Linked DNA regions of Zea mays: regions 1 and 2 are each linked to region 3. The links are chromatin contacts, called in public Hi-C maps. All regions are on one chromosome and are shown on one strand. The core of a region is the stretch at or near the end of the contact, and the rest is flanking DNA. Distances in the headings are between cores, read along the strand shown. Region 1 holds the start of LOC100191175. Region 2 has its middle 4.7 kb from the start of LOC103647424. Region 3 holds the start of LOC100272638.

The links. Hi-C and Micro-C count contacts between places; a contact is called where the count stands out from the background.
Region 1: a Hi-C map of ear shows a contact between it and region 3, with 3 times the contacts expected there. The contact joins the promoter of LOC100191175 here to the promoter of LOC100272638 in region 3. A contact is called at or near these places in 9 of 25 Hi-C or Micro-C datasets (bundle sheath, ear, endosperm and 3 more) and 1 of 3 datasets of contacts at active chromatin or transcription factors (leaf).
Region 2: a contact with region 3 is called in a Hi-C map of ear, with 2.2 times the contacts expected there. The contact joins the enhancer-like site here to the promoter of LOC100272638 in region 3. A contact is called at or near these places in 2 of 25 Hi-C or Micro-C datasets (ear and tassel).

The regions. Positions count from the first base shown.
Region 1 is chr2:184,949,761-184,952,984 of Zm-B73-REFERENCE-NAM-5.0, reverse strand. LOC100191175 reads right to left here and starts at 1,968. Exons shown (of 1, transcript NM_001136610.1): 1 at 510-1,968. The coding sequence starts at 1,596. The coding sequence ends at 766.
Region 2 is chr2:185,370,661-185,374,339 of Zm-B73-REFERENCE-NAM-5.0, reverse strand. No RefSeq gene overlaps it. Among protein-coding and RNA genes, the nearest start is that of LOC103647424, 4.7 kb to the right of the region's middle. Within about 2 kb of position 1,934, at least 6 of the 20 cell types and tissues checked have an H3K27ac peak or open chromatin away from gene starts, as enhancers often do. A contact at or near this core is called in ear, where this site is marked.
Region 3 is chr2:185,115,314-185,118,585 of Zm-B73-REFERENCE-NAM-5.0, reverse strand. LOC100272638 reads right to left here and starts at 1,420. Exons shown (of 7, transcript NM_001353541.1): 1 at 1,335-1,420; 2 at 1,017-1,262; 3 at 862-917; 4 at 703-781; 5 at 492-630; 6 at 283-396; 7 at 1-181. The coding sequence starts at 1,207. It overlaps LOC109944586, which reads left to right and starts at 3,145. Exons shown (of 1, transcript XM_020549358.1): 1 at 3,145-3,272. The coding sequence starts at 3,152.

The DNA.
Region 1 (3,224 bases), core at 719-3,218, 170 kb after region 3:
TGTGTTCTTATTTCAACAAACTTATGGCCTTGTTTAACAAGTTCTTTGAACCCATCATCCAAATCAACAAATGCACCCTGCAAAACTATCGCATTTGGAAAGATACGTGATACACATGAGCAAGTCAATATTATCACTAATTTAAGGAGATGAGATTTTATTTTTATACAAACAAAATCAGGAAATGTTTTTGAAACGCAAAAGGGGAAAACACAATCTAAGCTAATTAGCTTTTAGTTTTCCAAATTTCCCTAAGAATTAATGTCCATATGTTTGTCAGTGAATGACATCTTCGACATCATCAATTTTGGAGAAAGACATTTGGGTAAGACCTTAAATAATTTAGAGTGTCTCTCTACATATATATATATGCATTGCCACAACTCATGAAAATTGTCCAGTCAAGCAAGCAACCCCTTTTTCGTAGCTAGTGTATCCTGACCTTCATATATAAACAAGCCCAAAAGAATGCCCAAATTTAAAATGGAAAGCGAGGGGAGCACATTTTTAAAAAGATAGATTAGTAACGTCAAAGCACAAGATCAGTAACATCTGACACAGCATTTGCCAGTAGCATTAACTTAAAGGAAGGAGTACACATGCATACTACTAGTTACTAGCTAGGAACTAAGGATAGTGAAGAAGTGCTTGCATTGCCAGATAAAGAGCTAGCTAGCTAGGTAAGCTGCCAGCAGCTGGACTGGAGGTACTAGTGTACTAGGTACGTAGAAATTAACCATGCAAGCTACTACTAGTAGTACCATACTAATATTGCATACCGTCCAGGAAATCACCGTCTTCCTCGTACTCACCGTCGTCGTCGCCATCTCCTCCGTTGTCGTTGCTCATCATCTCGCTGAGGCCGTAGTAGTACTCACGAAGCACTGGTGCGGCCGACACGAGGCGGTCCAGCCCGCAGGCGCGCTCCATCTCCATGGACGCGGATCCCCCACTTCTGGAGCGGCCCAACTTCTCGGCAACTCCTCCGCTCTTATTACCAGCTGACACATCAGCCACCCCTGACGTTGGGGGTGAGAAAGCTGCGTCGTCGCTCCGCTGGTGGGAGGGCTCGGTGGCGGCGGCGAGCCGCTCGATGGCCGGCTTGGACTGGGTGAGCAGCCAGTCCACCGTCTTGCTGGCCTTATCGAAGCCGAGCCGGTCCTGCAGAGCGAAGAAGTCGCGGGCGACGTCGAGGGACAGCCGCATCCGGCGGTCGCGCACGCCCTGCGCCGTCCGGATCTTGCTGTGCCGGTCCGTCCGGAACGGGCGCTTCCGCGCTCGGGCGTGGCCCTGGCCCTGGCCCTGGCCGGCGGCGGCGGCGGCAGGCAGACTACCGTTTCTTCTTCCACCCGCCTGCGGCGCCGTGACTACTAGGGCCTCGTCGCACTCTGGGGCAGCGCGCGCCGGCCTCAGCACCGCCTCCAGAGTCTCGGAGTTGAAGCAGTGACCGTGGCCGGGAAAGAAGTGATGGTCCACGTAGTAGCGCTGATCCAGATGCGCGCCCGGTGGAGGCATGGGGAAGCCGGCCGTAGGGTTTGGGTGTGGGAGTTCTTGGGAGACGCCGAAATGGTGAGGGTTGTTAGGGTACGGCAACATCTGTGTGGTGCACTGTTTGTACAAGCTTCTAGCTAGTAAGAGAGGAGATCTAGCTAGTTCTAGTGGTACTGCCGCTGTTACTGCTTCTTCATCATCTTCTTCGCTTGCTGGATGCGTTCCTCCCACATGTGAGCGAGACTGCTAGCTAGACTGGAAATGCAACAGATCTTCACATCAAGAGGTGGAGCCTGTCCATTACGACTGCGTGTGGTGTGTGTGTGCATCAAAGCTTAAAAGGGGGAAGGAAAGCCAAGGTCGAAAAAAACAGATCGATCGATGAAAAAGTTAGAGATGGCGAAAGGGTCCGGTGTGTGTGTGGACACTGGACAGGAAGCAGAAAGATGTGAGAGTAGTGAAGCTTTTAGGTGTTGTGTTGCTAGGACATATCGTGTGTGTGTGTTGGTTGTTTGTTTGTTTACGGCGCAGTGACTCCGCAGCAGGGAGCTAGTAGTGAGCCACACAGCATTCAGAGCAATGGCGTCGCTGACGACCGGCTACTGTTGCGTCACTGCAGAAGCTTTGGGCTAGGAGAGGGAGCCCTAGAGGTAGCTGCGTGGCGTTGGTGTGCGCGGTATGGAGGAGGAGGTAGGAAGGGAATGATGAATACATTATTGGGCGTCGACCGATGCAGATAGCTAGGGCGGCTACAATACACTGGGTCGTGCACTGCAGGGACACGTGGTCATCTAGGTAATGCGTGTTCAAGAAATATATACTTTTTCTGTTTCAAATTATAAAATATATATTTTAATCTTTCAGGGAGTTAAAATAGCTCAAATTTAATCAAATTTATAGATAAAATATAATTTTTTAACATTAAATAGATACACAATAAAAATATAATTAGTAAAGAATGTAATTGAATTATTTGGAGTTGTAATTGTTATTATTTTATTATATAAACTTAGTTAAATTCTGGATCGTCTTAGGCTATCTCTAATAGCTTAAATACATTTAGAATTTTGTAATAGTATCGTCTACACTATAAAAATAATATTTTATATGACTATATATACAATATGTTGATTTGTCCTTAGAAACTATTAATTGTTTTATTATATGAATTTGGTTAGATTTGTGAGATTCTTTGGCTTTTAAGAAAGTTGGATTTGGGATGGAGGCAGTATATATATCTGGGTGGCTCTGCATCGCAGTGCATTACCTACGATGGTACACGCGACTTCGTATGGCTCATCAGGTGTGCCCGCTCAAGTTCTCTACTGTGTACTGCTCTCCTGCGTGTCGTCGCAAGCCTTTGTTTGGTCCAGCATTAAAAGGTACCTGGCGGAAGGCAAACGCCAGTAGTTTGGTTAGGTACAAATAATCTAGGTCCTGTTTGTTTTCTTCCTAAATTACATAAGTTAAATTATGATAAAAAATTAGAAGAGTAAAATATCACTTTGAGATTACAAATAAGCTGAATAAGCTACATAATACTAGCTTATTTTAGTTTATTTATAGTCCCAAAGTGATATTTTACTCACCTACTATTCCACTATAATCCAATCTATATCTAGAAGGGAAACAAATATACCCTTAATCATGTGCATAGGATTAAGTTGTGCGGCATGGGCATATGGGTGGTAATGGATCACGATCAAATGCTTCTTCATAAAATGGTAGGACGC
Region 2 (3,679 bases), core at 685-3,184, 260 kb before region 3:
GCAAAAGGATCAAAATGGGTGCATATCAAGGTTTGTGTAATATGATCTTTATGTGTATACATGATTCAATGTGTTGCTAGGGCCGCTATTTACCAATGACTCAAAAATGGATTTCAATTATGGTTGTCTATATATAAACCTAATGGATCACACAATTAAGGGGTTGGAATAGTTATATAGATGATTGACTCTAGCGCAAGTGCAAGATTGTTGATTATATGCTCAAGAGACAATCATGATCCATGACAACACTAACGAGCCTTTAGGACGAAGGCAAATTAGTAAGAGACTATATATGAAGGGGTTGACATACTAAAATTGAGACACACATCTTAGCAACCACCACCTATCTTCCTAGGGTTGCAAGCGTCCAAGCCAACATCGCCCTTCCTCTCACTGTGTGGGTGCACTAGCACACCGGTGTCACGGTGTTTCATTCCCGCATGTATGGATACCGTGGAGTTGCTACTGTTGCTGCAATGTTGATCACACGAATGTGAGGAGCACAGGTTAATATGTTGTTGTTGTTGGTATACGAGAACCTACAACTACTACAAATACATCGCCATAGTCTTTTCCTGATGTGTTATGCGTCTAATGATAACAATCCATAATATTGTACCCGCATGTTATATATCTTGATTGAGCATGATAGATATGCTAGTGCATAGCATACTCGCTTTCCTACACATATCGCAAAGTCCCTAGGTAGCATCACACACACAAAGTACTATATGATGCATCAAAAGATAAAAGTAAAAAATACATCAAATCCCGCTCACAACTCTCCCATATCTCATATACTCTTCTCTTTGAAGTAAAACACCAAAACCTAAGGCCTTATGTCATGTGCAGAAGTACGAGGTAAAAGCTCAAACTGTGAAAAGCCAGTGCACCAAGGTCAGACTGAGATGAAATCTAGAGTTTGGTTTCCCTAACTAAAGTTCAGTTTATGTCACATCAAATATTTGAATATAAATTATGAGTATTAAATATAGGCCCAATTAGTTTTAATAAATTCATTTCGTCTTTTAGTTTTAGTCTTCACATGTGTAATTAGTTTTATAATTAGATTATATTTAATACTTATAATTATCATTCAAATATTTAATATGACAGAGACTAAGTTTTAGTTGGACGGAACATGGTGCCGACTCCGTTCGACAGTCTGATGAAGACACACCTGCGATAACAAAAAATTATCCCATTCTTTTACATTACAAATAACTGCAAACATTGATACTCTAGATTTTACTTGAATTAAGCAACAGAACTTAATATGCCCGGTCAATAATATTCCAAATCTATGGTCCCTCAGTTCAATGTATTATAAATAGAACAACAACAGGCTGGCGTATTGTTGGACCTTCACGACTAGCACAACGTCTCAAGATTGCAGAGCAGCAGCAATAGAAGACAACTTCAGCATAGGGTTGATACTGAAAATCCAAATCATAGAAGCCACCGACAACAGCCCTCGGCGGTGATGGACCAGACACCCATGGCAACAAATATACTCTTATCCAACACCACGTATGGTATAATCTCCACATAGATCAACCAACTAAAATTTGAGAAATTAAGCATATACGGTAGCAATAATTTAGAGAATAACATACAAGGTGCGAACCAATCCCGCAAGAAACCTTCTACATTGGCCATGATAAACCACGATAAGAAGATAGAGAACTCTTAAAAAAGATCAAGTGATACACCTAAGTTGCAGCTTGATCATGTACTCTACGTAGATTCACGAGAAATTAGAAAATAATATTTAATATAAAGAATCTGATAGATTCACTATCTATAGTTTCTGAAGCGATGGCTCTATACAGGAAAATCTCCATAATAAAATTCTCGATCTGAAACGGATGACTCGCAGGCCGACCAAAGACGGTGTACGCAGTCAGCTAAATTAATGGGCTCTAGTCCGATTCTTAAGTGGACCGGGCTTAATTCTAAAGACTAAAAAGAAGTCTAGCCTATGTAACGCAAAGCCATATAAACAACAATATAATGCGGCAATCATGCGCAGCACTATTACTAATCCAATACATTTAAGCTCCGTTTGTTTCGTTGGAATTAAATTTCATTTTAATAATTATAACTAGGTGTGTGCCCGTGCGTTGCAACGGGAGTACGCTAGGATGAGCATCGACACATATCTGATCGGATCTTATATTTTTTTTGGAGGTCTGCAGAAAGTTTGCTCGGAAGCCAAATATATTAAGACGCATGAGTTACCCTTTTGCCCCATCAGCACACTGTTCCACGCTTGTATGAGTCTTGCTAATTTGCATGCCTCGTGCATAGTCTCTATAATATACAGAATTCGTGTGACAAACATTATCAATATCGCACAAACTATTTTAAAGAGAATATAAAATTTTTAATAATAGGCAAATATGTCGATAACCGTACATTAATCTAATCCTTTTTAGCGATATTGATAAGTCGTTGTTGTATGTTTGTAGGGATGGCATAGCGGCATGAATTGTCCTCGTAATTTAACAGATCAATTACAAAGTTCCTTCGAAGAATCTTTACATCTTACACACAACGACATAAGAGAACAAAACGTCAAATTTATATTATGTAACTGAAATGTATGTTTGAACATGAAACAAACGTACTCCACTCACCCTATCAAATTTCATTTGTCTAGCACTCCCCCACATGATCATAGCTTGTAGAACGAAGTAACTGGTATTAACCCTATAGAATAATGTTTGACCAACTATATTATATACAATGGTTATCATAGAAAAAATTTAAACTGTCGAGAACATGGTATTGAGAAAATACCCTTTCAAGTCAATTGGAACACCAGACCAAATTGTATGTTCCTACTTACAAATATCTTCTGCCCATCCAGAACGTTTCTTGTTGTAGGCAATCTTATATTTCTTTGAGGACATGATAATTGCTTCCGCAAACCTCTTGTATGGCATGTGTTTACACAAATCTTGAGTGGGTGTAAAGTCTATAAAAGTTACGTGCTTTTTACCATGATTGATTACGAAAAGTGCGTAGCATCCGTTGAATTTCCATGGCATAAGAACCTACAAAATATCAGTCATTAGGATTGCAACGAAGTGCCTTTTATAAATACATTCGAAATGAACACATACTTACATATTTACAACCAGTGATATAATAGTTCAATGAAGGCCAACAGTCGAGTGTTTTGGCTAACTCTTCTGCTGTAGGATCCTCATGGTACTTTAGAAGTTTACCAAAACCAACCATTCTCTGGATAAATATATATATACATGCCCACATGAGGATTATATGTATAGATACTATATATTACTATATTATTGATTGGAAACAAACTTACCCAGAAGCGCATGTCCATATAATGTTTTTTATCCTTTATCATTTCATCTTTCGACATATGTGACTCTTTAATGGCCAACAATCGAACAACCATATCAAAACATTTTAGAGTCATATCTAAATTTACCCTTAATACGTTTTGCAGGTCTTTGGCAGATATTTCTATCTTAAAAGGGTTGAAACTTCGCACCCATGTCATCCTATAATGTAGCATGACAAAAGTCTATATCAAAATCTACGTAGCTGCTTTGTTCTAAGCAATGTGCTGTTACAAATTTGATCACATTTTCAGTATCGTTTTGCTGGTTGGAGCTAATGGATGTCTTGATCATACTAAACC
Region 3 (3,272 bases), core at 171-2,670:
GCTTGTTGCACGTGCCAACGCCGATGGCAGCAGCAAGATGCCACGCGGCGTGGATATAGGGAGTCTCCGGGAAGCAGTCGTCGGCGATGAACAGCGCACCTCCCAGCAGAGACGACACCTTGTGCAGGTTATGCGCCATCCTGAGCTCCGGTTCCATCGACGCTCTTCTCGCAAATGAAACCTGCTGGCGGCGTCCATTAGGATAGTTAATAATTAGTGTTGTGTTGTCTTCAGTCAATCTAGCTACAGAAGATACATATACATGTGGATTACATTACTTGCCTCCATGAGTCCAGTGTGGACAGCCGAAACCACCAGTGGCTGAAACGGCAGGAGCAACGCTGAAGCGGCCATGAGCAATCTTGGGTTCTCGTTGCCTACTGCTCTCGACAAACACTGCGTGGAACACGTACATACATAGTTGTTGTTGTCATGAACGACGTGCGAATTAATCCCTCGACTAGTAGCTATCCTCGATGCCGACGACCTACCAGAGTTGTGGTGGCAATCATAGTGTAGTCGGCCCAACGCAGGAGCCTCCGGATTCCTCCTCTGGAAGAATGGTACAGGCTCGACGCTACTCCCATCCCGACCAGGGAGTTGGCGTAGATAGCGGCGTTCAGGTTCTTCCTGCAGCATCGCGCGTTACTTAGTAGACTCCTCGCGCTGTGAGCACGCAAGCAAACAAAGCATATATGTTGCCTTGGAGCCTGCAGTCCAAGAACGATGAAGGGCAGCGAGGTGACGACGTTCGCGACAGTCTCGCCAGCATGCTTGTCACCTGCTCAAAACAGATCGAATAATACGCTTTTATTACTACTGGAAGCCCGAGATTATATGCATGGCAAGTGGTTACCGTACACGTAATGGTGCAGTGGATGGGCTTGAAGCAAGACGGTCTGTGCTGCCATAGCCTTCTGCGGTCACAAGAAGGCATTGCATCAGATCACCAAAGCTAAGAAGGGTGGACTTGTGTATGCGTGGTTAGGTTAGCTACTGCAGATTTTTGCGCTCACCGGATCTGCAACCTCTGCTGTGCCTGTGCTGTACCACCACGGCCACGCTTGTGGTGGTGTTCACAAGCTGCTGGTGACGACGACGCCCCACCGTCGGTCTGTGCCGGATCCGATGGACGGCCGAGCTGCACCCCGTAGAGGCCATCCAAGACGGTCGACGAAGGGTTGTTGCTACCGTTCTCGGCTCCCATCTGTCCTGATCCTGATCCTGTTCTCTGTGTGTGAGCTGATGAAACCACCTGTGCTCTAGCTTGAGACCTGTCAAACTAAGTACACTAAACAATGGGCTATTGCTATGCTAGGGAGGAAGACACGCACCGCGAGATCGCGCGCGCGTGTGGTAGTAGTAGTAGAAGTAGAAACCCACCCAGCTTGCCTCCGCCGCCCACCGGTCGCGGTCGTCGTCGCTGCCTGGCTGTCCGATCGCAAGGAGGGCGGATAAATAGTCATTGGCGTGAGCGTCGCGCCCGGCGCCGGGAGACGCCAAGACATGGGAGCGCAGGATGCCGATTCCGAGGGGATCTTCCCTTCGCACGCAGGACGTCCGCCCGAATATTCTCGCCCGCCGGGGTGTGGGGGCGGGGCGGGGCGGTGCATGGGTGCCAGGCTCATGGCCGCAATTGTGCGACAGGCTAGCTTTGTCGGCCCGTTAAGTAGCGGGCCCAAAGGGTGGGTGGAAGTAACGGAAGTGCGGAGTGTGCAGTGCAGCGTTGCATGCGCCTGCAGGCCGGCAAACCTGGAGCTGTCAGGTCACGCTTGGGCCCTCCCATCGGTAATTGTTGCGACGGCAGAGTGCCAGGCTATCTGCTCCTCGCATGAGCCGTCTGACTCTGACCGACCGACGCCTGCCTCCACGCTCGAGGAGCACGGCTCGCAGGTCGCTTGGCAAGGCATGTCAACAAAAAAAGGTTGCTTGGCTTGGCGTGGTACATACAGTAGTAGTAGTAGGATCTGTGTGTCTGCAACTTTGCGCTGCTCCGAGCTCTGCTCTCACCACGCGCTCTTGCTCCGCACACTTCCGTCAGTGATGCGTGTTTCATTTCAATTCACATGAGCGCCTTTGTCAGACCATCTATCAGAATTATGCCCCGTTTGGTTTAGGGTGACTAAAGTTTAGTGACTAAAGTTTAGTCACTTTTATTCCCTAAATAAGTAAGGCCCTGTTTGGTTCTTTTAGTCACTAGACTAATTTTAGTGACTAAAGTTTAGTCGCTAAAGTACCCTGTGTTGGTTCGAGTGACTAAACCGGACTAAAGAGCATTAATTGTTGTGAATAATTACTGTTTTACCCCTATTGATTAATGGATGTTTACTATAAGAAGAAAGTTGAGAGGGCAAATAAGGTAAAAATACTACTTTAGTCCCTTTTAGTCACCCCTTGGTGACTAAAGAACTAAAGTTTAGTAACTCTATTTTAGTCATCATGTTTGCTTCTTTAGGGACTAAAAGTGACTAAAATTTAGTCACTAAACTTTAGTCACCCATAACCAAACGAGGCCTAAATATGGTGACTAAAGTGAAGTGACTAAACTTTAGTTCTTTAGTCACCAAGGGGTGACTAAAAGATACTAAAGTAGTATTTTTACTTTATTTGCTCTTTCCACTTCCTTCTTATAGCAAACATCCATTAATTAATAGGGGTAAAACAGTCATTATTCACAACAATTAATGCTCTTTAGTCCGGTTTAGTCACTGGAACCAAACATGGTACTTTAGCGACTAAACTTTAGTCACTAAAATTTAGTCTAATGACTAAAGGAACCAAACAGGGCCTTAGTCCTGTAGCCGTGGGAACTTGTCAGAATTACTGTGTAGGTAGGTACTCTGTGGCTATATCCCAGCCGCTCTCCTATCCATCTCATCCAATATTTCAAGCTGCACTGTCATTCTACGGAGCAAAATCTCTTATTTTCCACGATCCAACGTAAGTAAATTACGACTAAGTTTGCGCTGCTCAGCTTCGTGCATGTATTGGATCCCTATCCAACGGTCCAGGGAGGCCAAATTCTTGAGTGCCACATGACCCCAAACCGCCGTCTATTCAGATACGATAAGGCACGCGCCACGGCTGCCGTGCAAACCAAAAGCATACCACAGGGAAGCCGGAAGCCTTCGCCGCCTCCGCGTGTCCGGCGATGGACACCGTCGCCTCATGGCGCCTCCTCTCCCCGCCTCCCTGCCCGCAGCAGCTACCCAAGCGGCAAGCGACCTTCGCGGCCTCGCCACGGCAGCATTCGGCCAGCTCCAGCAGCGCCA